5 separate regions of the Mus musculus genome follow, and regions 2, 3, 4 and 5 are each linked to region 1. The links are chromatin contacts, called in public HiChIP or PLAC-seq and promoter capture Hi-C maps. All regions are on one chromosome and are shown on one strand. Each heading gives the region's core, a stretch centred on a gene start, on an enhancer-like site or on the middle of the called end of the contact. The rest is flanking DNA. Distances are from core to core; before and after follow the strand shown.

Evidence for each region. Promoter capture Hi-C pulls out the DNA fragments that hold promoters and counts their contacts. HiChIP or PLAC-seq counts read pairs in DNA pulled down with a chosen protein or histone mark.
Region 2: a promoter capture Hi-C map of hippocampal neurons shows a contact between it and region 1, with 3 times the contacts expected there. The contact joins the promoter of Pclo here to the promoter of Sema3e in region 1. A contact is called at or near these places in 2 of 39 promoter capture datasets (cranial neural crest and hippocampal neurons).
Region 3: a contact with region 1 is called in a promoter capture Hi-C map of hippocampal neurons, with 3 times the contacts expected there. The contact joins the enhancer-like site here to the promoter of Sema3e in region 1. A contact is called at or near these places in 7 of 39 promoter capture datasets (the 3T3-L1 cell line, 3T3-L1-derived adipocytes, cranial neural crest and 2 more), 4 of 484 Hi-C or Micro-C datasets (cerebral cortex, cortical neurons and forebrain) and 1 of 115 datasets of contacts at active chromatin or transcription factors (neural progenitor cells).
Region 4: a FOXA1 HiChIP or PLAC-seq map of pancreatic cancer cells shows a contact between it and region 1. The contact joins the enhancer-like site here to the promoter of Sema3e in region 1. A contact is called at or near these places in 7 of 39 promoter capture datasets (the 3T3-L1 cell line, 3T3-L1-derived adipocytes, cranial neural crest and 2 more), 5 of 484 Hi-C or Micro-C datasets (the AML12 cell line, embryonic stem cells, myocytes and 1 more), 1 of 115 datasets of contacts at active chromatin or transcription factors (pancreatic cancer cells) and 1 of 9 other capture datasets (embryonic stem cells).
Region 5: a contact with region 1 is called in a promoter capture Hi-C map of embryonic stem cells, with 2.7 times the contacts expected there. The contact joins the enhancer-like site here to the promoter of Sema3e in region 1. A contact is called at or near these places in 4 of 39 promoter capture datasets (the HPC-7 cell line, cranial neural crest and embryonic stem cells) and 4 of 115 datasets of contacts at active chromatin or transcription factors (embryonic stem cells and pancreatic cancer cells).

What each region holds. Positions count from the first base shown.
Region 1 is chr5:14,021,912-14,026,537 of GRCm38.p6, reverse strand. It overlaps Sema3e (sema domain, immunoglobulin domain (Ig), short basic domain, secreted, (semaphorin) 3E), which reads right to left and starts at 1,262. Exons shown (of 17, transcript NM_011348.2): 1 at 514-1,262. The coding sequence starts at 628.
Region 2 is chr5:14,512,163-14,516,326 of GRCm38.p6, reverse strand. Pclo (piccolo (presynaptic cytomatrix protein)) reads right to left here and starts at 1,409. Exons shown (of 25, transcript NM_011995.4): 1 at 867-1,409. The coding sequence starts at 1,105.
Region 3 is chr5:13,667,418-13,671,608 of GRCm38.p6, reverse strand. No RefSeq gene overlaps it. Among named protein-coding and RNA genes, the nearest start is that of Gm6647, 98 kb to the left of the region's middle. Within about 2 kb of position 2,563, at least 3 of the 459 cell types and tissues checked have an H3K27ac peak or open chromatin away from gene starts, as enhancers often do. A contact at or near this core is called in hippocampal neurons, where this site is marked.
Region 4 is chr5:13,626,465-13,630,593 of GRCm38.p6, reverse strand. No RefSeq gene overlaps it. Among named protein-coding and RNA genes, the nearest start is that of Gm6647, 140 kb to the left of the region's middle. Within about 2 kb of position 1,668, at least 51 of the 459 cell types and tissues checked have an H3K27ac peak or open chromatin away from gene starts, as enhancers often do. A contact at or near this core is called in pancreatic cancer cells, where this site is marked.
Region 5 is chr5:13,692,657-13,696,702 of GRCm38.p6, reverse strand. No RefSeq gene overlaps it. Among named protein-coding and RNA genes, the nearest start is that of Gm6647, 73 kb to the left of the region's middle. Within about 2 kb of position 1,627, at least 11 of the 459 cell types and tissues checked have an H3K27ac peak or open chromatin away from gene starts, as enhancers often do. A contact at or near this core is called in embryonic stem cells, where this site is marked.

The DNA of each region.
Region 1 (4,626 bases), core at 13-2,512:
TAGTCATTTTAATTACACGGGGGAATGATATCATTTTTTTTCCTCAGGAATTTTCTTTTCTCCTCTCAATCTCATTAAAAAGAAAACAAACAAAACACCCAACAACAACGACAGCAGCAACAACAGTGTGCCTCTACTTTTAAAGCCTGTCCCATAGGCCTCCCATAGTGCAAGTAGTGGTATTTCAGTAGCTACAGCTCACTTGGGGGATTTAGCCTTTCCAGCTATTAGCAGCTGCGCCCCACCTTCTCAGTTCTGCAGAGCGGTGAGTGAACTTCTCCAGAATAATATCTGATATTTCTAGGGCAAAAATAACACCTCCAAGTTGGCAAGCGATTTAACACTTTTTCCAGATGAGGTAGGATATGTTAACTCGAGGTGCTTACACTCCTGGGTGAGTGTGGCAATATGCTTCAGGTGCACTTTGAGGGTCTTGGGGGCAACATGGACCTGTGTTAAGTGACTTTCCATTCGGTCATTTTCCTAACAAAAGGATAAGGAAAGGTAACCTACCTTTATGTGACAGGCGTAGCCTGGGGTAGGAGGGGTTCGCGGAGTGACCTGGGGTCCAGAGTTCCAGCAGGTGACCCCAGAGCAGCAAGGTGAGGATGTGTCCGGCCGGTGCCATGGTGCGTGCTGGCTCTCCTCTGGCCCCTGCAGCCACACTTTAAGACAGGATTGAGTTTTACTTAGTACTTCCCTCCAGGGGCAACTGCGGGCGACAGGCTTTGTCACAAACAGAAGGGGTTGTCATCAGAAAATACCATTCCCAAGTGCCATTTGCCGGGCAATATTTGGATCCGCTAAGCCTTTCTGTCCTTGGGCCCGGTGGTTAGAAGCGCGGAGCAAGAGACCGTCCAAGGAGCGCGTCTTGAGAGCCAGGTCCGGGCTGGTGCTGTCGCCGTCACCCAGACGCGGAGTGAGGAGGAGGCTGTGGCTAGCTTCAGTCTCCCCGCCAGCTATTCATTGAGAAAACAGTCGGAGCAGAGCAGCAGCCTCCCCCAGCTCTTCCCCCAGCCTCCCCGCCAGCCTCCCAGAAGTCAGCCTCCTGCACTGACTTGCCGAGCAGCTAGTTCGTATTCGCCTCTCCTCTCGATAATTAGAAGCAAGAAGTGCCACTTGCGCCAGGAGCGCGGGATCCACCCAGCGGGGATGCCGCCTGTCAGCGCTCTGTTTACAGGAAAGTTCAGGCAGGGTTGAGCCCGCGCGCGTTTCTAGGAAGTGTCTCCAGCCCACGTGCCTCGCCGCATCTCCCCGGCTCTGACCCGCCCGCCAGGCAAGGGAGACAGGTCCTCACCCTGTCGGGGCGGGGCCAGGAAGACCTGCAGAATACTATTGAGCATGTGAAAGGCTGAGCCGTGGCCTCGGGAAGGACTTTGAAATGCTCATTCATCTTTCAATAAATCCACAGTCTAAATCTCCCACTATCCGGGAGCCAAATTAATTTGTTCACTGTTTCCACAGAACCTTGTTCACAATTCAAGTTTTCTGTATTTTCCATCTTAGAAATGTTACTTTTGACTCTTGAGGAAAGTGCGTATTTCAAGAGCCAGAGGGGTAAAATGTCACTTTTCCATCGTTTCATAAATGAGTTAATATGAAAAAAGAAATCTGCCGTATATTCATTTTCCTAAAACAAAAACATATCTCAGCTCACATTTAAGAAAGATTAAAGGTCAAGGTATTGGTCTTCTGAGAGAGGTGTCTCGATGTAGAGAGGTGTAGGTAAAGTTGAGACTCTCTACTCGCTGGGCCTGGGTAAGGCAAGCATTAACACAGGATGTAAAGTACCTTGGAAGTCAGTGTTGTGCACTCTCAGAGTTTATTTTCATGACACCATGTTTGTGTAAGTAAACTTAACACAATAGGTCAGCTGTTCAATCTACTTTCAAGCAGTTTCAAAAACTAAACCAAACGTTCTAGAGCTGCTGGCATGGAAATGAATTGTATTATTTCAAGACAGCAGTAAGCTGTAATAGCGGTTTGGTCTCACAGCTGAAAGTTAAATGGTAAACAAATGATATCCGCTATGATGGCTTTTTCTTCTTAGTCTTCATTTTATATATAGCAATGGCTGTGGACAGTTTTTCAGAATTATGTGCTTAAAGTGATATGATTATAACAAAAAGATAACTTAGGTCATTCCAATATCCTACATTCTATACAAGCAAGAAGTCCAACCAGGCATCCTTTACCCATGTTTAAAGGATAACATGGACAGAGTATATTTAGCAAAATGTAAATGTCACCGGAGATTATAAATAATTAGATTTGCAAGGTTCACAAAAGATAACAAACTCTAAACAGTACTTAACGCTGAAACAACATGAAGTATGTCGACTTTTAACACGGGGTGGTCTTTGTAGACACTTGCATATTTTAAAAGCCAGGGAGATGGGCTACAGACCTAACTGTAACATCCTGTAACTTCACAATCATTTCACTCTGTTCCAGAAACCAAAGTAACTAGAACATAGATAACAACTTTATCAGCTTTACCTAAGGGCAGGGTCTGTGCATTGATTACTGAAATTAATATCCTTATTCAACTGACATCTACCTAAGATTGCTATAGGGTTAAAGAAAGACGATCATAGATACTTCATTGAGACTCAAAGTAAATTGGAGAATAAGTACTATTAATGCTAAAATTTCTCACTTCCTCAAAGTGAGTATGGGCAATTTCAAAGCATTTACCACAGTAATCCACTCCTTTGTCCATCACAAAATGTGCTCTGTTTTACTTTTTTCACGTTTGTATTACATGTCCCTTCAAACCCTTTCTATGGCCTTTTACCTTTCTGTGTGTGTTATAGAAAACCTATGGATAATGGGAAATAAATTAATAATTAAAATGACTATTAAAACTAAACATCGGGTACTCATGAGGCTCTCAGATTCCTCCATATGTTTTTAGACTATCCTTCGGAATAGTCTTTGAGACAAAATTGGCTATTCTCTTTGTGAAAGAAACTAAGAATAATTAGTTTCAGAAAATATGAAATTCAGAAGTGAGTTTGCCATTCAGATTCTCATTTCAGTATGACATTTTGAGCAGTGGATTTTTTAAAAGTAATTATGTACAATCCAAGAATAATATAGACAAACCGGGACATGAAAGGCACACTGCTTGGGAAGAATCCCATGTACTGTGGAAAATTTTGAAATTGAAAAAATAAAATAAATTCAATAGTAAGTAAAGTGTCCCTGTAGATTGTGGGTCTTTTGGATAAACAATAGTATTTGATGATTCAATGATTGATTTGAGGTTGTCAGTCTGAGCAATATACAGACATGGGAGAACAAAACAAGTAACTGTCAATGTATCTTTTATTAACCGGATGTCGTTGTTGTCTTGAAGGCTTACTGCTGAATGAGCTCATGCTTTCTAGCTCATCCTGAACTCAGGATAACTGTCTCAATCCAGCTGTTCTGGCTCAGACTCCTTTCTACGTTGATTGTTTCAATCTGGCTTCTCTCAGCTTCTTGCTGAATTGCTCTGTTTAGCCTCAAATTAACTCTGGCAATTTGTTCTAGTCTTCTGGCTCCTTCTCATTGTCTGGCTTCAACTGACTCTGCTGACCTGCCCTGAGCTGTGTGAACTCATGCATGAACTCAGCTCCTCTGCACTGCACTCACTGCACTGACTCCCCACTGACTCACCCTTCTTCCTGTGCTGCTCTCAAATAGCTTCTCCTTCCTGTGCTCTCCTGGTGAGAGTTGGGTAATCTCTGACTCTTTCTGTCAACTCTTTCTCTGATTCATCACTTTGTCTGCCCCTCAATTAGACACTGATTTCAAACATGGATGCATCCTTCTTCAAACTAACTTTATCTTCGTTGTTTGGGATTAAAGGTGTGTACTAATCCATCTGTTTATGTTCCAAACAGAGGGATTAAAAGTGTGTTTTTCAGGCCAATCACACAGATCAGGAAGGTATTTGGATGTAGTTCCTTGCCAGAGCAGCTATGTTGCTACAGGTAACCAATGCCAGTAACAAAGTTATTCTTGTTAAATAAAATGTCTCATTCTAAATCTCCCATTGGTGGTGATTCTTGTTGTTTTGATTGTTTGTTTTGTTGTTTTCTTTCCTTCCTTCTTTTCTTCTTCTTCTTCTTCTTCTTCTTCTTCTTCTTCTTCTTCTTCTTCTTCTTCTTCTTCTTCTTCTTCTTGACAAAGTTGCTTTGTGTAGCCTTGGTTGTCCTAAAATTAGCTCTGTAGACCAGGATGGCCTTGAACTCAGAGATCTGTCTGTCTCTCTCCCCTCAGTGCTAAGATAAAAGGGTTAGGCCACCACCACCTGGCAATATTAATCTTATTTTATGAAGAACAATCTCAAACTCGAAATAAGGGATAAAGGCGGGGTGTAGGGAATTAAGATCAGAAGTTCCAGCTCCTTCCAAAGTGTGTTGATGTAAATAGGTCAATCACTGGATCCCAGTCTTATGAGCAGAAGAGCAACTGGCCTCTAACACAATCCTTCACAGAGGTAGCCTTTGCCCATCTTGTGAAGCATGTGGAATATCTGTTAAAAGAACAGATTCCTGTTATACCAGGTTTTCAATTTTGTTGAAGTTATACATATTAAATTTGGTTTACAGAAATCCCTTCACCAGTATTATCTAA
Region 2 (4,164 bases), core at 160-2,659, 490 kb before region 1:
TCTAATTAGAAAACAACTTATTCATTAGGAAAAGGGAAAATAAAAAGCTAGAGAGCAAATTAATATGTTAATACTAAAGATTAGTTTTATAATTGTCCTTTATTTATTTTGTTTTTAACTGAGTACTGAAACCTAAGCTTAAGGTAATACAAATTCGCATGTTCTATAAACGGAAAGTCATTTTTTGCATTATAAAAGAGCAATGGTTTTTAAACTAGCATATGCTAATTCAGAAATACATGTACAGCACCTGCTCTGCTGTGACCGAACCATCTGTTTAATGTTACAAAATATCTTAGGGCCTTCACTGAATATAAAAGGTATATTTAGTCTATGCTTTTCACCTAGGCAGCTCATGTTCTCTAGGGACAGGTTGGGCAGGAAGGACCAGTCCCCTCCAGTGGGCTAAGGGTATTGTTATAAGAATATTTACACATCATTCTCAGAGAAAAAAGACCTCAGAACACTACAGAGGTTTAAGCGTACAGGTAAACAAGCAACCCAGCTCTATCCATTTTTTAAACATCTGTGTTGTATTAATGGAAGATTTCCAGATTAGTAAAAACACCGTAGGGCGTCTCTCCACACCAACCTAGTGGAAAAGGTTGCAAAAGGCCAAGGGGAGGGGAATCACAACCTAAAATCACAATTCCAAGAATGCAACCCATGACTATCCCACCAGAAACTCTACACTGCATCGTTTTTATTCCGCCCATCCAAAAGCTTATGATCGCCTTATCGCCACCCCATTAGGGAGAATAAAATGAAGGGAGGCGACATATATGTACCACCGTGCGGGCACATACACGTACGTGCACGGGAAGCGGTATATATATGCTTGGACCTCTCCATCATGCTGTGCGTGCCTGTGCATGGAGGGCGACTCCGCAGCGGCCGCGGGGACGCTTCCCTTGGGCAGCCCCTGCGCCCTTGACATGACAGCAGCGATCTGTCTCCTCTCCTCCTCGCTCAGCTGGCTCAGGTCCGCCTCCATGCCGGCTGGGATCCCCGGGTGCAGGGCGCTCCCGGAGCCGCCAGCCCCGCCTGCGGCCGCCGCCAACCCTTCGGGGAGCCCTTCCCCTTCCAAGCTCGCCTCGTTGCCCATGGCTCGGCGGGACACGTCCCGGTGCAGAAGCCCGCGGCCGTCCGAGCCCCGCCAGCCGGGGTCCGCCCCGGGGCGTGCAGGCTGCCCAGCCCTGGGGGCTCCGCGCCCTCCCGGCTGCCTGGGGAAGTGGGGCGAGCTCAGACCAGTCCGCAGGCTGTGCCGGCGCCGGGCAGCTCCTCCATGTTGGACAGCGCCAGGGAAGCTTCTCACGCCCTGTCTCCCGGTTGCCTCCTCAGCGCCGGAGCAGCCCAGAAGCAGCGGAGCTCGGCCAGCCCCGCGCCGACGGCCCCGCCCCGCGCCCCGCCCCCTCGCCGCGCCGGTACTGCGCGTGCGCCGCCCCGAACAGGTGATGTCCGCCACGCCTACCCGCCCTGCGTCGCATCGCGCGTAGACGCCTAGACACCGACTTAAAGGCACCAGATGATGCCATGCTAAAAGGCCCGGCGAACTGCGGACACTTCCTTCAGGCATATAGCAGGATGCCTCAACCTGAGTTTTCGCGAGCTCAATTTAGGGGGAAAAGAGCGGAAGGGGTTATGTCTGCAGCTCTGCCTCTTGGGATTTGTAGTTTCTTTTTCTTCCCCCCGCCCCCCTTCACCTCCGAATCCTCCCAAGGGACTGTGAAAGGATTTATAAAATTTCCTAAGAAAGATTCTGGTAACTAAAGATGAGGGAGAAAGAATCCGTCTAGTTTTTAAAGAAAATTTCCCAATATGAGATGAAATGGCCTTTATCTTAGAGAGCTTTACCAGAACAATTAGGTTGACTTTTTCAAAGTGATACATTAGTAAATTGGGAAAATTTTTTGAATGCTTGCACCTTGCGCTGTTTCCTCAACTACACCAATGGAAAGAATTATGGGAAATTGCTCGCCAAGGGAACAACAAATTTTGAAGTCTGTTGCTTTTATGTAAAACTTCTAAGTCATGGTTTCAAGTCTTGTCCATCCATTTTATTATTTCTAATTTAACAAATGTAAAAAGAGAAAAATCTCAGTAGATAAATCTCGTTAATCACACAGCTGCTTAACAACAAAGCTGTCTATATTTTCAGCACCCCACCACCATACTTCTTACTTCTATTCTAGAGTAATTATTCCAATTATTGCTGAGTCTGAAACTCAAAATTTGCTATGTAATGTTTTCTTATAAAGTGTTAAGTCTCAACTTTTAAGCTTAAAGAGATCAAAAGCTAAGAATAAGAAACTGAACTAATACACAGATATGAACATGATCTCACAAGATACATTTCCAAGTTTTGACAAAATTCTTATCTATGAAGTAGGTTCAAACCTTCTACTTTTAAAATAGAAAATTGGCACAGTTACAAAACAATCTGTGTCTAACATTACTAGAGTTAATGACAGCTACTCAACAGAGGAAATTGCATTATTTGTTATGTCACTGGAAACTGATTGACTTTTTGATTCTTTCATAATATATTAGGGATGTGACTTCCAAAGTCAGAGCTTCAAGTCATTCATTAAGATAAAGAGAATGTTTTCACAAACAAATTAAGCCCAAACAATCAGACTTTCTGATAGTCCTACAGGCAAATAGAATATGTGAATATTTTAAAAGGGGAGTTTACTTCAAAAAAGGACATAATTAGGCAAAAATCCTGCATCTTGTAGTATTTCTCTTTCAGAACCAGCAATTGCATGGACATCGCATGGAAATCAGTATCATCTGTAAACGAGTAGGGAAAAGGAAGATTCATATGTTAACTGTTTCTCGTCCTTTGAGAGAATAAAATAATATTTTATGTATGCACATCTGCAAACCACAACCTTCAAGCTGTAGCTTTAGAGTAATGATTGAGGGGAGAAAACAGCATATTAATTTTTATATACTTCTGTAGGTGGAAAGGAACCCGGGAAGTCATAAGAACAAAATCAGATGATGATGTAAGGAAATTAGTAACTAATAGGAATAATATATGGCCCATTTTGGAAAAGTGTAAATTTCCTTTCTTCTTTACACTCTTCCCCTTGAAGAAAATGCCAGCAGACTATGAAAAATGAGTTGTGGAAAATAAATGGACTATTAAATGAGAACTTAGCAATGAGGACATGTTTGGAGTGCTGACTTTCAAAATTGGCTTTGTCATCAAGACCTTACAAACTCTAGGTTTTCCTTTTCAATTGTCTAGCTAGTTTGTTAGTTCTTAGGAAGTGAGTTGTTGAAGTTGTTTTTGAGACAGGGTCTTGTGTAGCCCAAACTGACCTCGGAATGGTGGCATAGCAAAGAGTAACTTCCTCCTGTGGTGCTTGGGTTATTAAATCTGGATCTTCATGCCTACTAGCACTCTACCAACTTGATGTGAACAGAAACTCTAACCCATAGTCAAGTGCTTTCCTTACATGTGTGTAAATATCGCTTTTATTTCCTCGGATGATAGCTGTAACTAATTAGTGTGCATACATAGCTTGGGCTGGCCTCAGAGCATTTCTTTTCCTGTTTTAACTATCCCTAAACCCAGGCCTGGAAGATTCTAGACTCTATACAATAAAATCTTATGTAAACCTGAATCCTGCGGGCTTCTGCTTCCAGCCTTTGTCTGCTAACCTGGGTCTAGTCCTGGAAGCTTCTGGCCTCTATACAATCTAACCTAGACCTAGAATGAACCTCTGAGACCTAGTGTGGAGTAAGCGCATCCTTTCTGGCTCTTCCAGAACTCTTGCTGGTTGGATTAACTCAGCTGTTCTGGTCCAAGCTCATCTCCAAGCTGATGGATTTAAACTGGCTTCCTCTTGGCTTCTCACTGAATTACTCTGCTTAGCCTTGTAACTTTGGCAATATGTTCTTATCTTCTCACTGAAGTATGTCTGCATTCCATCTAGATCATATACATGTAGAAGGTTTTTGGATGTGATCCCTTGCCAGAGCAACCATGTTACTAGATTAAAATGTCTCTACATGTTTGAATTATCCAAAATCTGAGGTGCAACTCAGGCTTCTAATGGGCAGAATTAAAGTGGTGTAGAATGTAATGGAAGTTTTTATTTGGGGGAGGGATTTATCAATTTAAAATGGAAATTGCTGTCACACTAATGACTT
Region 3 (4,191 bases), core at 1,314-3,813, 360 kb after region 1:
CCATTTTAGTATTTTTGTACTTCCTAGGAGAAATGATGAGAACAGTTTTGTACTGTACAAGATGAATGTCCATTAAAAGGAATTTTAAAAAGTGGAAGAAAGCACATAATAGCTGTGGTGTTTTGAATGAGAATGGCTCCCATAGACCCATATGATCAAATGCTTGGTCCCTAACTTGTGGAACTGTTTTGTGAAGCATCATGAGGTGTGGCCTTATTGGAAGAGACATATCAGTTGGACTGGCTTTGAGGTTTCAGAAGCCCAGTCTTGCTCTCTTCCCCATGCTTGTGGATCAGATATAAGTTGCCAGCTACTGCTCTAGCTACACACCTGCCAGATGCAATGCCCATTGGCATTATAGCAGTGACACTCTGAAGCAATCCCTCAACTAAATCCTTTCTTTTCCTTGTTGCCTTGGTTGTGGTATTTCTTCAAAATTTTTGCTTTGGTTATTACTATTATTACTACCAGTATCAGTTATTTTTTTATTCTAAATTTTGACTATGCAGTTATTAATTTCTTGCAATTGTATTAAAGTGGTAAAATGGTTATACTTCTAATTTCTGGATAAAAATGAACAGATTAATAAAAATTACATCATTGACACAGCAAAAAAAAAAAAAATAAGAAGCAATGGCTTGGGAGAAGGCTTTCATGTTGTTAGCAAATAGTCAACATTTCTTCCAAAAGACACCAGAGGCAAGAGAAGAGTTCAGAGACTTTTAGAGGGAAAGGAGTTTGCATTTGTGGATGAAGTAAAAAATGTCTTTTCAGAGAAGACATTTAATTTCTTGTGTAGTGTACCTGGATGACATAGCTTTGTATTTCTATACATTCCTTACTACCAGTTCTTAATGGTGTTGACACTTAGAAGCATAAAAGTGTTCAATAATTCTAACACTAAATGCTTTGTAGAACTTATGAAACAAAAATTCGCTTATGATTAGAAATCCTAACTTAACCTACATGCGTGTATATTTACTCTATTACTTTTTTATACCAAAATAACTTTTGATTATACTTCTTGTATAAATAATGTGATTCAGATGTGACAAAACAAGAAAGTATCAATCTTCATGAGTTTTCATCTTGGTAATTAATTTTGGTCTAGCTAGAGTAGATCATGCCATCTGGTGTAAAGTGGGTGCTACTCTGGATAGTGGTATAGGAATTTCCTGAACCAAGAAACATAAACTTTCAAAATTCTGTTTTATATATTACATTTATTGATGAGATTAAAAGTAAAGATGGGGTATTAATCTTTTATTCAGACAGAAAACTGAAGTTTATAGATATCTTTAATAAAAGAGTAATTGTGTATACTCATAGTCTAGGTATTATTTTATATTTTGTGCCAAACATAGGCTTTATGATATTATCTCAAAATCTTGTACATGATAAGATTTCTCACTCATATATCTTCATATAGAATTAAACCAAATAATATTCTGGTAATAGTAGATACTAATTATATAAAATCACATTTGATGCCTGTAAAAAAATCATAAAAACAACTGAATGCTAAAGAAAGCAAATATCACAAAAGCATTCTTATTAGCAGGTGGAGAAAAGAGAGATATAAATACCTGGGGATAATTTTCTTGATAGATATGAAATGAGATGAAATGTTAAGGGATATAAAAGAACATAGAAAAATTAGTTAGAACATCAGTCTGAGTCTAAGGTCAAATTTATGCTTCATCTTTTACTACAATTCTTTAAAAACAATGTACTTCCACCATTAAAAGATAGTATTTTATTACTCAATCTAAAAGAAAGGATTATTGAGATATTTTTATGACAATATCTCATTAAATCTCTTTGACCACATAAAATTAAGCAGTAAGGGTAAATTTTAGCATATAGAAACTATGCAAATATTTGTTACTGAAAAAGCATTGTTCTGTATGTTTGGAGAATGATCTATAAGAATCATACATTCAGTTTATTAAGCATATAGCAAGCGAATGTAAAAGTTCAAATAGAAAGTAGTACATAGATAAGAGCAACAGATATACAAAATGCCATCAAATCAGGAGTTAATGATGTCCAACAGAAATGACTACATCTCCTTGATTGAGAGAGTGAACAAAGGTAACATCAAATTAAGAGCTTACAAATATCCAGCAGAAATTCGCTGGGCATTTGACACAGTGTGATGGAATTTGTAGGCTAAATGTCTCTCTCTGGACAATTTTCCCAGGGCTCAATTTACAGCTTCACATTCACTAATGAATTCACTAATGAAGGCCTTTTAATTTCATCAAGTAGTTAAGTTAGCCTTGATTGAAAATGATTTAATGTCCAGGTGGTCTAAACACAACGCAATGGTTTTACTCTAGGGATGTTTTGTTGTCTGCTTCCCTCAATATCACAGAGTTAGAAGAGCAGGCTATGCTGAAAAATGGATTTGGGAATCACATTGAGACAACCATGCATGTCCTGAAGTGGGGGGAGAGGCAGCTAGGAGCTCAAACTGCACATGACAATCTACTGATATAATGTGCACTGTAAGTGTCTACAAAAATTGGATAGATAATACCAGCCCAAAAGGATTGCTGTAGCCAGAGTCTCTGACTCAGTCTTTTACCATCTGCAGGATGTAATTCATTGCCCAGAACTTGGTCTCATAGTGCAATAAGCTTAAAATGGGCTGTGAAAAGCATCCAACAGTTTTTATAAAGAAGAAAAAAAAATGTTTATCAAATTGACAACTATCAATCAATCTTGTCATAAATGGGTTGCTCTTTAATTCTGAATTTGAACAGAATGAGTCACTTATTAATATCATTATTAAAGCTAATAGACTGTATATTCCTTGTAAATAATAATGAAATACAATTTCATACAATGTTTTATCCTTGAGATCATTATTTAAGGCAAACTACTAGATCAACACTCGAAATCAATCATTACTCTCTTGAAGAGAACAAGGAGCAAACTCATTTCTTGAGTAATAAATCCAGCCTTAACACAGAGAGAGTCAACAACTTCACTTACCAAGTACAAAAAAAAAACTACAAGTTTTTCTTCACTCTATAAATTTATCAAACACCATCCTATAAAAATAGCCACTTTTCTTTACTTGGTCCACATGTGTCTTTCTCTGTAAATGTTTTCAGAGAATTTTTTTAAGCCTAATAAACTACCTGATCTCTTCAGTTGAGATGAGAACTATTGAACAGGCAACACAAAATCAGTTTGTGGTGAGTGACAGGAAGTGGCCGCAGTGAAGGTGAGGAGTTGGTACCTTTATCAGGAAGTTGTCAACTAATGCCTTTCTCTCTGTTGGCAAACTCATGATTCAGGAATCCTGGGAAATCCTGGAGAGTGATGGAGTCCTTCTTGACTCTTGGGGTTTGCTTGGGGAAGAAAGTAGACAGCTGTCCAGCCCATTTGCTTTCAGCTTCTCATCTTATAAATTCTAAAACTGAAACTCATGTACCAGACAGGAGATGTTTTTAGAAAGAAATATATTATTATAGGGAGCTTAAGAGAAAAAGAGACAGAACCATTCCTCTACAGCAGGAAGGTGCATGCGGTTCCATTGAGACTTCCTGCCTTTGGGTTAATATGGCATTACTAGGTGGAAGGGGTGGAGGCCCAGCTGATAAGCCCAGTTCCTACACCAGGTGTCCACCTGCCTTACGGTTTCAGTCATGTCCTTAGTATGGTCTCTGCAAAGGTGGAAACTGATTCACGGAAAATAGATAAGGAGAAAAATTAGTCCTATATTCGTGCATTTCCCATCTTTGGCCATGGCAGAACCAGAGATATTTTTGGCTTAAGCACTTTTGGCATTTCTGGCTTCCAGCAAGCACAGGATCCCATGAAAAGAAACTGATCACTTTTCTTTGGTGTTTTTTCCCCCTTAAACTACGCAGACAATCTCCATCTGTTCCTCTCACAAATGGTCTTTGAATCATGCTTCACATTTTGGAGCTATCCAGTTCCATATGGACACCTTGAGGTTCAGGCATATGTGCTCATGATTCAGTCTGTGGGCATACCATATGACTCAGCATGCCTGGGAACTCCTTAGGAGTGCAAATGATTCACACAAGTTGAGTCAGAATCACTAGTTGTAAGCTCCTTCCCAGAGAACCTGTATTAGATAAAGAATCATTAGTGCATATTATTTTTTGTAGTTTAATTTAAAGATTCACGTGCATGAAAATCCATAACTTTCCT
Region 4 (4,129 bases), core at 419-2,918, 400 kb after region 1:
CTTTCATAAAATAAACCATCTATGAAAGCATCAATATACACACATGCCTATACATATAGGATTGGGTAAAATATTCCAATGATATAAATTACACTTGAGGGAAAAAGCATACAGTTTGTATCATTTTTATTTTAGAAAAATCTATGATGTATTTGATTACATTTTAATAGATGAAAATATTTGAATGAAATTAAGAACTATGGTCTTTCCATAGAAGAGAGTAGAACAAAAAGAGGTGGTCTTGACATCACAGGCTCCACCTGTCTTCTCGCTGAGGTGGTATTTACCTGCAGGAGATGCCTAGGGAAACTGGCCTTATCCTTCACAGGGGACAAGCGAGAAGGGAAGAAGAGCAAGTCTAGACAGAGAGCGAATTCTGGCTCAGCGAACTGACAGGAACTTCAAAAGCTAAGCTGGCCTATTGAACTAAACAGTAGGAGGCAATCCTTGGCCCTTGCAGTTCTGTCTGGGACCATTCTTCTCCCTCTGATAATGTCAGGCTGGACGAGCCTGAGGACGCTCAGTGTGTTGCAGCTGGTGGGGACCTGAAGAGGCTAGCAGCTGACATGTGGAGCCACAGGTCCTTGGAGGGAGGTCTAGGAAGGCCTACAGTTACAGCCTCCTACATCTTAGTAGTCATGGAAATTTTCACTACTTCCTAAGTGTGAGCTCTGCAAGTCAGCATAGATAGGAGTAAAATATATGCAGATTATGTAGAAATATGTCAAGATAATTATTTAAAAAACAATTTTAAATATATAGTTTCTTAAAGTAAATTATTAAAGATTCCATCTCAAGAATTTAAAAATGAAGTATGAAAACTATCTTACATAAGTATAATATTTTAAGCAAAAGAAAAGTTAATCAAAATACTTGAGCAATAACAAATCTATTAAACTTTGTTATATTTTAATATATGCTTGCCTCAATTTAAATTAATGTGCTTGCATAGAGAACACGACGTTTTAGCTATCCAGTTTTTCCACGTTGCTTAACAGCTAATTTAGTTAAAGTGACTTATAAGGAAATAGAAATAGTTTGAAGAAGGGAACGACAACAACAACAATAAAAAAGCACTCTTACTGTAAATGAGAATTTTCCTGTAAATGTTCTGAAAAAAGACATCTTTTTTTCTCCTTTACCTCTTCTTCCCAATTTATTTTTTACAGTGAAGTTTTATCTAATTTCATGGAATTGAAAATGGGATAAAAACCTGGGGGAAACTGCCACTTTTCACAATTTCTGTAACTCAGCTTTAAAGAAATGATCTCTTCTTCACTTTGGTCCTTTCGCCCCCACGTAGTCTGAAGGCTTTCTGGTGGGTCCTGACCATATTGACCAGTAGGTGGCGCGCTTGCTCCTCGGCACTGACCCTGAGCACTTGAAACTTGTCCAGATTATCAGTCAAGTATGCACACTTGAAAGAAGTGTAATAAAGACGGCGCCTTTAGCCCGTGTGTCTAAAGCCGTTGAGATTCTTTATGTGCAGGTGCACGTAATCCTTTCAAGATGTACAGCATTTCAATAAATCCTCCTCCAGCAGCGTCTTCCCTCACCGTTCGGGCTGGATTGGCTCTTTGTGAGAAAGAAACTGCAGTGTACCTGAACACACCGCATTGTATGCTTAAGCAATAAGAAAGCTGCCCTGTTCGCGTCTGTGTCAAGCTGGCTGAGACGCAATTTCCTCTTTCCTGTATTCACAATGACCTGATGAGTGCGAGCTCCCCGGGTGAGCACAACTGCTCTAGAGAACTTTGCGTTTTTAACTGGAGGGAGGACAGGGGATGCCTTTTGATGATCTATGTTAGAGTAAAAAGCCACCTTTTGGCTACTACTCTTCCCTGTATGTGGTGGAAACGTCATTGAGCACGATCCAGTGCCTTTAATGTCTGCATCATTACTTGTTATTAGTAGAACGAGGAAATCATCACCTATCCATTTCGGTCTTTGCACAGAAGGTTTTCTATGCAGGTAATGTAATTGTTTAACTTTATAACAGAAAGATCTCATTCCTGGAAGAAGACACATGGTGGCAGTTTTTCGACTCTCTTCTTTCTTTTTCGTGTTTCTAAGGAAATCTTAAGTGCTCAGATATCCTTATCTCAGAAAATTAGCCTAGTCAATTTTGTCTTTCTGTGAGAAACAGACTAAACAATGAAGAGGCAAACATTCTCTAGAATAATCCGTTTCCAAGGCAATTGCAACAATAGTGGTCGATAGACAGTGAATCATAGCCTTCTGCCATGTTTCTGCCTAGAAAAGCGGCGACTGTTAGTGAGGGAGGGTGCGCTTTAAGGAAGAGGTGGTCTTCAGCCCATGGCAACCACGTAGGATCCATATCTTCCTCCTCTAAGGCTCCCCCTTCTGCCTTCTGCTTTCTAATTGATACCAAAATGTGCTACAAATAGAGCTAGACACCTGGGCATTGCATTGTGCACATACTCCAAGTTTACGTGCTAATGGGGCAAAGCTGCTCACCTAAGAGCCCAGTGTACTTAAATACTCTCCTCCCCCAGCAGCTGTGGGGAATTTTCAAAATCCTAAATCAGGCGAAGTGTACCTTTTACTTTTTTTTTTTTTTTTTTAATTTCTGGCACACGAGTTTGCATAATGTCCCATGTTGTATGCATCGTGAACTCTTCTCTACCCGGCCAACTTCTGCCTAAGCACAGCCCACTGAGTTCCAGCGCCATGGTGGAGGTGGCTCCAGAAACGGACCTTGTTTCTGTCTCCAAATGTCGCTGCTGTTACTCCTGTCTTGGACATTCATCAGATTTATCATAGGCCCCTGCACGCACATGCGTGTGTGTGCATGTGCGTGCAAGTCTGTGTGTGTGTGTGTGTGGGAGGTTGTTTTTATTCAAACAAAACAATAAACATTATTTACTTCTTATCAAAACATTGTCTTCGTGGTTCTTCACTATATTGAATGATTAATGTGTTTGTTCCCAGCATGGCCTTAGCAAATAATTCCATCAAATGGTAAGACAACATAGAAGGAAAACACATTCTCTCAGAGTGGTGGAGACTGCAAGTCTGGAACCAAGGGGATGAGAAGATGGTCTTCAAGACTGAAGCTGTTGGGCACAGCTCTTCTCTGCTTCTGCAAGCATCTGGTGGCTTCTGGAATTCTTGACCTTACAGAAGCAGAGCTCTGATCACTGGATCTTTCCGTCCCCCACGGTCCCTTCTCCATGTGCCTCTCTATGGACTCTGCTCTTCTGAACCCAAGCACTTGGTCCCCAAATCTGCTTCCTGACAAAACCAAAAGTTCTCAGGAGAGGAATTTACAGGGACATTATTCAGTCAAATGGTTTCATACGTTTCTGAATTTATGAGTTGTTTTATTTATTATCTTCCTCACTGTACTTCCATGGTACAGCCTGGGGGAAGAAAACTGCTGTCTACAACCTTACAATTAACTAAGATACGCTGTACAAATTCAATATTTCTTTATTTAAAGACATACTGACGCTTCAAATAATTATGGTTCATGGAGCTACAGCATTTCAATCCTGTTGCTGAGTTCCTTTCTTCTTCTATCAGACTGATTTCTCATTCTAAATTAACAAATCACGGTTCTGGGGTTTCTGTTGGTTTCTGTAGTGTAGAGTCTGCATTGCTGAGTACATCTGCTCTGGGAACCTGGAAGGCCAAGTTTCTAACATTAGGCTTGCTGCATGCAAGCAAGCTAATTTTCCTTTTGTGGCCCATGTTCGCTTACTTTGTAAGGTCACCCACACAGCTCTTTATTAAAACTTCCCTTATCCCTTAAAATAAGAGGCTGGGGAAAAGGAAGCTAGTGAGAGACAAAGGCTACATTGTAAATCCTCAAGGACTCTGATTATCAGCAAGGTGTCACAGATTCAGTCACTGTGCAGGCACACAAGCTCAAGGTTACTGTCAGTGACACTGTCAGGAAAGATTTAGCCTTGCCTGAGCCTGAGCATCATCAGGAGCTGGAGACTCTGATCCCCAGCCAGTGTCCCCGCCCAGTGACATCATAATATGAAGTGGACTGAGGTCCCACCACTTTTCTTCACTAAAAATGCACTGAAGTTATTCAAAATATCAATTTGCTGCACGTACCTATTGTGTACTGTCCAGCACAGCCAAGTTCATTGGGATA
Region 5 (4,046 bases), core at 378-2,877, 330 kb after region 1:
AGAGCCTACATATGTCTGCACTAGGTCCTCTGCTAATATATTATAGTTGTTAGCTTGATATTTTGTGGTATTCCTAACATTGGAAATTGTATCTTATATCTTGGGTATCCTAGGTTTTGGGCTAATATCCACTTATCAGTAAGTACATATTGTGTGAGTTCCTTTGTGAATGTGTTACCTCACTCAGGATGATGCCCTCCAGGTCCATCCATTTGGCTAGGAATTTCATAAATTTACTGTTTTTAATAGCTGAGTAGTACTCCATTGTGTAGATGTACCACATTTTCTGTATCCATTCCTCTGTTGAGGGGCATGAGTTGGGAGTTGTTTCTGAGCCTTTTGCTTGATGTTGGAATCCTTTTCCTCTGACTGGCTTGCCACCCTCAGCTCTGGTATGGGGGGTTGTGACTGGGCTTATCGTAACTTGATCTGTTGTCTTCAATTGATATTCCCCAGGAGGCCCCAGCCTTTTCTGAAGGAAAATGGAGAGTGGGTGTGGATCTGGGGAATAGGGAATGGGGGCTGGGAGCTGGGAGGAATAGAAAGAGGAGAAACTGAGGTCTAGACTTATAGTAGAAGAGATGACTAAGAAAGAAAAGGGAAAAATACATATTACTCATCCTGCTAGCATATAAAGATTAGTTATAAAAACATTATGAGTGGGGCCGGAGAAATGGCTTAGTAAATATGAATGCCTGCTTCAGTGTCCTCACAAAAAGGCTGGACAAGCTTTGTAAGAGGTAGACACAGGAGGATCCCTATGTATTTTAAAAGCCTAACCTGCAGTGTAGCTCTACATTAAATAAGAAACCTGCCCTATGGCAAAGGAATAAAACAAAGAGTGAAGGCTAGCTCTGACTTCCACACAGACTTAGAGAGAGAGAGAGAGAGAGAGAGAGAGAGAGAGAGAGAGAGAGAGAATGAGCACAATAAAAATGACCTTTAGTGTCCTAAAACTAGCTTAGTCAGGATCTCCACTATACCCAAGGCTGTACATGGCAACCAAACTCAGTGATATCACTCTCTCGAGAAAAAGAGACAGTCCTAGAACCCCACAACTCCCACTGGACAGTATATAAACAGAGATCAAGAGAAATGCTCAGCTCTGCAAATCGGAAGAGACATCACCTTGATCTGCCCTGCAGCTGGACAGTCTTACCCAGGATCTTGATCCTGGAATCAGAGACTTCTGTTAGAGATTGACCTGACCTTCAGTTAAGATTCACACTACCAGTGAGCAGCCTTGGGGAGATAGGCTTAGGACTGTAGTTAGGATTTAGAGTGTGAACTTTGTTTGAAGACCCTCAGCATAATAAAATATAACTTTTGTTATACTGGCTACATGTATCTACTTTCTTGCTCCTAAGAGACAGACAGAGAGAGAGGGGGGGGGGGGGAGAGAGAAAATCAGAAACAGAGACACAGAGACAGAGATAAAGATTAATGAGATTATTGCCTTAGATAAAAGGTTAAAAAAAGTTTCAAACAAACAAAGAAACAAAGAAACAAAAAGAAAAAGAAAACAAGATGCCCTTGAGGGGAAGAAAGCATTTCCATCACAGTCAGCAGGGAACCTGGAACACAACACCATTCTCCATAAGGCAGCCTGAGCTGTCACAGTGGGTGTACTGCACTCTACTGTGCGGGGCATAAGAGGAATCAGCTCTGTAGAGCTGCTCACCCTGTGATTCCGGTCCCCTAGGGCAGTGTTCAGAAGCCGGTGGATGAGAGGTGTGTTGGCCTGAGTGGGTAGGGCTGACCTCAGACTTGTCCTTGCTCTTCCCCGCACCCAGGAGAGTCGCAGTCCTCAGAGTTGTGTAGATCTGCCCATTTATGTGCACAGCTGTTTCAAAGAGACAGGAAAGGCACACAAACAGAACAGTGACCAAAGCAGGTCACAGAGTTTATATGCAGAGATTAGAGATTAACTCTGACAGGACAAATACAATGTAAACAAATTACAGCAATCTAGGAAAGATGTTTGCACTACATATTCTAGGAGACCAGGTTCTGTGTCACAGTATGGGTTAACTAGTATTCTGGCTTATGGAAGGTCTATCAGCTTCTCCAAGTGTCCGTGCATCTATGTGTTGAATAGAGATGATGCTATCAACCCCTGTGATAGTTTTATTACTATTTACTTTAAAATATGTATTGCCATAGAACAATTTAGGTTTCATTAAGATAGTTTTTAAAATAAAACTTGTTCTCACTGTCTCTTTCCCTGGCCATTTCCAAGCCCCAGTGTCTCCCAGCGTATCAGCCACCAATGGCCTCCTCTCTTCTTCCTTCCTTTCTCTTTCTTTCTTTCTTTCTTTCTTTCTTTCTTTCTTTCTTTCGTTCTTTCGTTCTCTCTCTCTCTCTCTCTCCCCTCCCTCCTCCCCTCCCTCCCCCTCTCTCTTTCTTTCTTTCTTTCTTTCTTTCTTTCTTTCTCTTTCAATCTTTTTAATTGTTTCTGAGTTTCACATAATGGCCACCTAATCTCATTCATCTCCTCATCTCTCCATATCTGCCCTCTGCCTTTGCAACCTACTCACCAAGAGAAAACAAAAAACAAAAAACAAAAAAAAAAAAAAGAAAGAAAGAAAGAAAAGAAAAAGAAAAAGAAAAAGAAAATGAAAAAGAAAAAGAAATGAAAAAAATGTGACGTAGAAACTATGGTGGATCACGGTTTATCACACAGTATACTCTTTCGTCCAAACAGATTCATTTGCAAATGTTCATTGCAAGGAGTCATTGGTTTGGTTTGAGGTCTCTGGCTTCTGCTACTCTATCAAAACTGGATCCACAGAGGGACTCCACTCAGATATCCTGTTGTTGAGCTGTGTCATGGAGATTCTGCAGCTTTGGTTTTGTAGGATCAGCCCCTTCATGCATTTCACCAGTTCATAGATGGGGGTAGATGTTGGGATGGGCCAACTCAGAGTCCTGGATCTGGACCTAGTGGTGGCCAGTTGGTCAGCACGCCAGCACTCCTGTGCCTGTGCCACCAGAGCCAGCTCTAGCTTTGTCCAAGCCTGAGAAAGGACTGGCTCTCTTGCACTCACACCAGGCACCAGGGCCAGCTTTCCAGTGCTGCCCAGATCATCATGGAGAGAAAACTCCCCTGAGTTTGGTTCCTCCTTTATTTCAAGTCACATGTGCTCTTTTGTCAATCTTTCCTTTCCTTTTCTTTTTTTTTTTCTTTTTTATTTTATTTTATTCAAGACCTCTTCCTTGCTCTCTCAGACTTTTATGCAATTAGTCTAGACCTACTATCATAACTTTTTTTCATGCATGTGATTTTCCTCTTTGAGTCAGAGTTACATTGATACATACATCTCCATGTCGTTGTAAGGATGAAAACAAATGGAAAGTGTAAAAGTCTTTGCACAATTCCTAGCCATATCTATTACCAATTATTAAAATAAAAGGAATTAATGAAAATAAACCCAAATAAAATTTAGCAAATAGTGTAATAGAATAGTTGTAAAAGTAAAAAGTTTATATAATGTTTGCTAAAACCTTGAGTATTTGAGTTTGTATAGGAAATGCAATTTTGATTACATAAGTTTGTTTCTCTTTTACATCATTAGCAAAGTTCAAGACTTCATGATGTAACTTAAAATGACTGGTCAGTGTTACCACACATAAACTAAAAAAAGGCATTTTATAGTCCCTTCTAGAAAGATAGAATGTAGCTTTTCTGTAACTCTACTTGAAAATGTATAATAAGCTCGAAGTCTATGTATGAAAAGTTCCTGCTCAAATATATTTTAATGAAAAAGCAAAGCAAACTATATGTATAAATGTATTCACTATGGAATAAATGGAATGGTTTGTTTAGAAAAGTATATAAGTCAATAAGTTCTCAGTATTTAGGTTTTGTTATTCAGCTTCAAAGCTTTGAATATGATAATATCCAAGACATTAAGAGTTTCTTTCCAGTTTCCATTTCAATGCAATTTAATACAATTTCACTGTATGAAGTTTAATGCACATTTTTGTAGTATTATGGCTTTATTAAATAATTATTTTCTCATATATTAACATATAAGCCTTTGTTC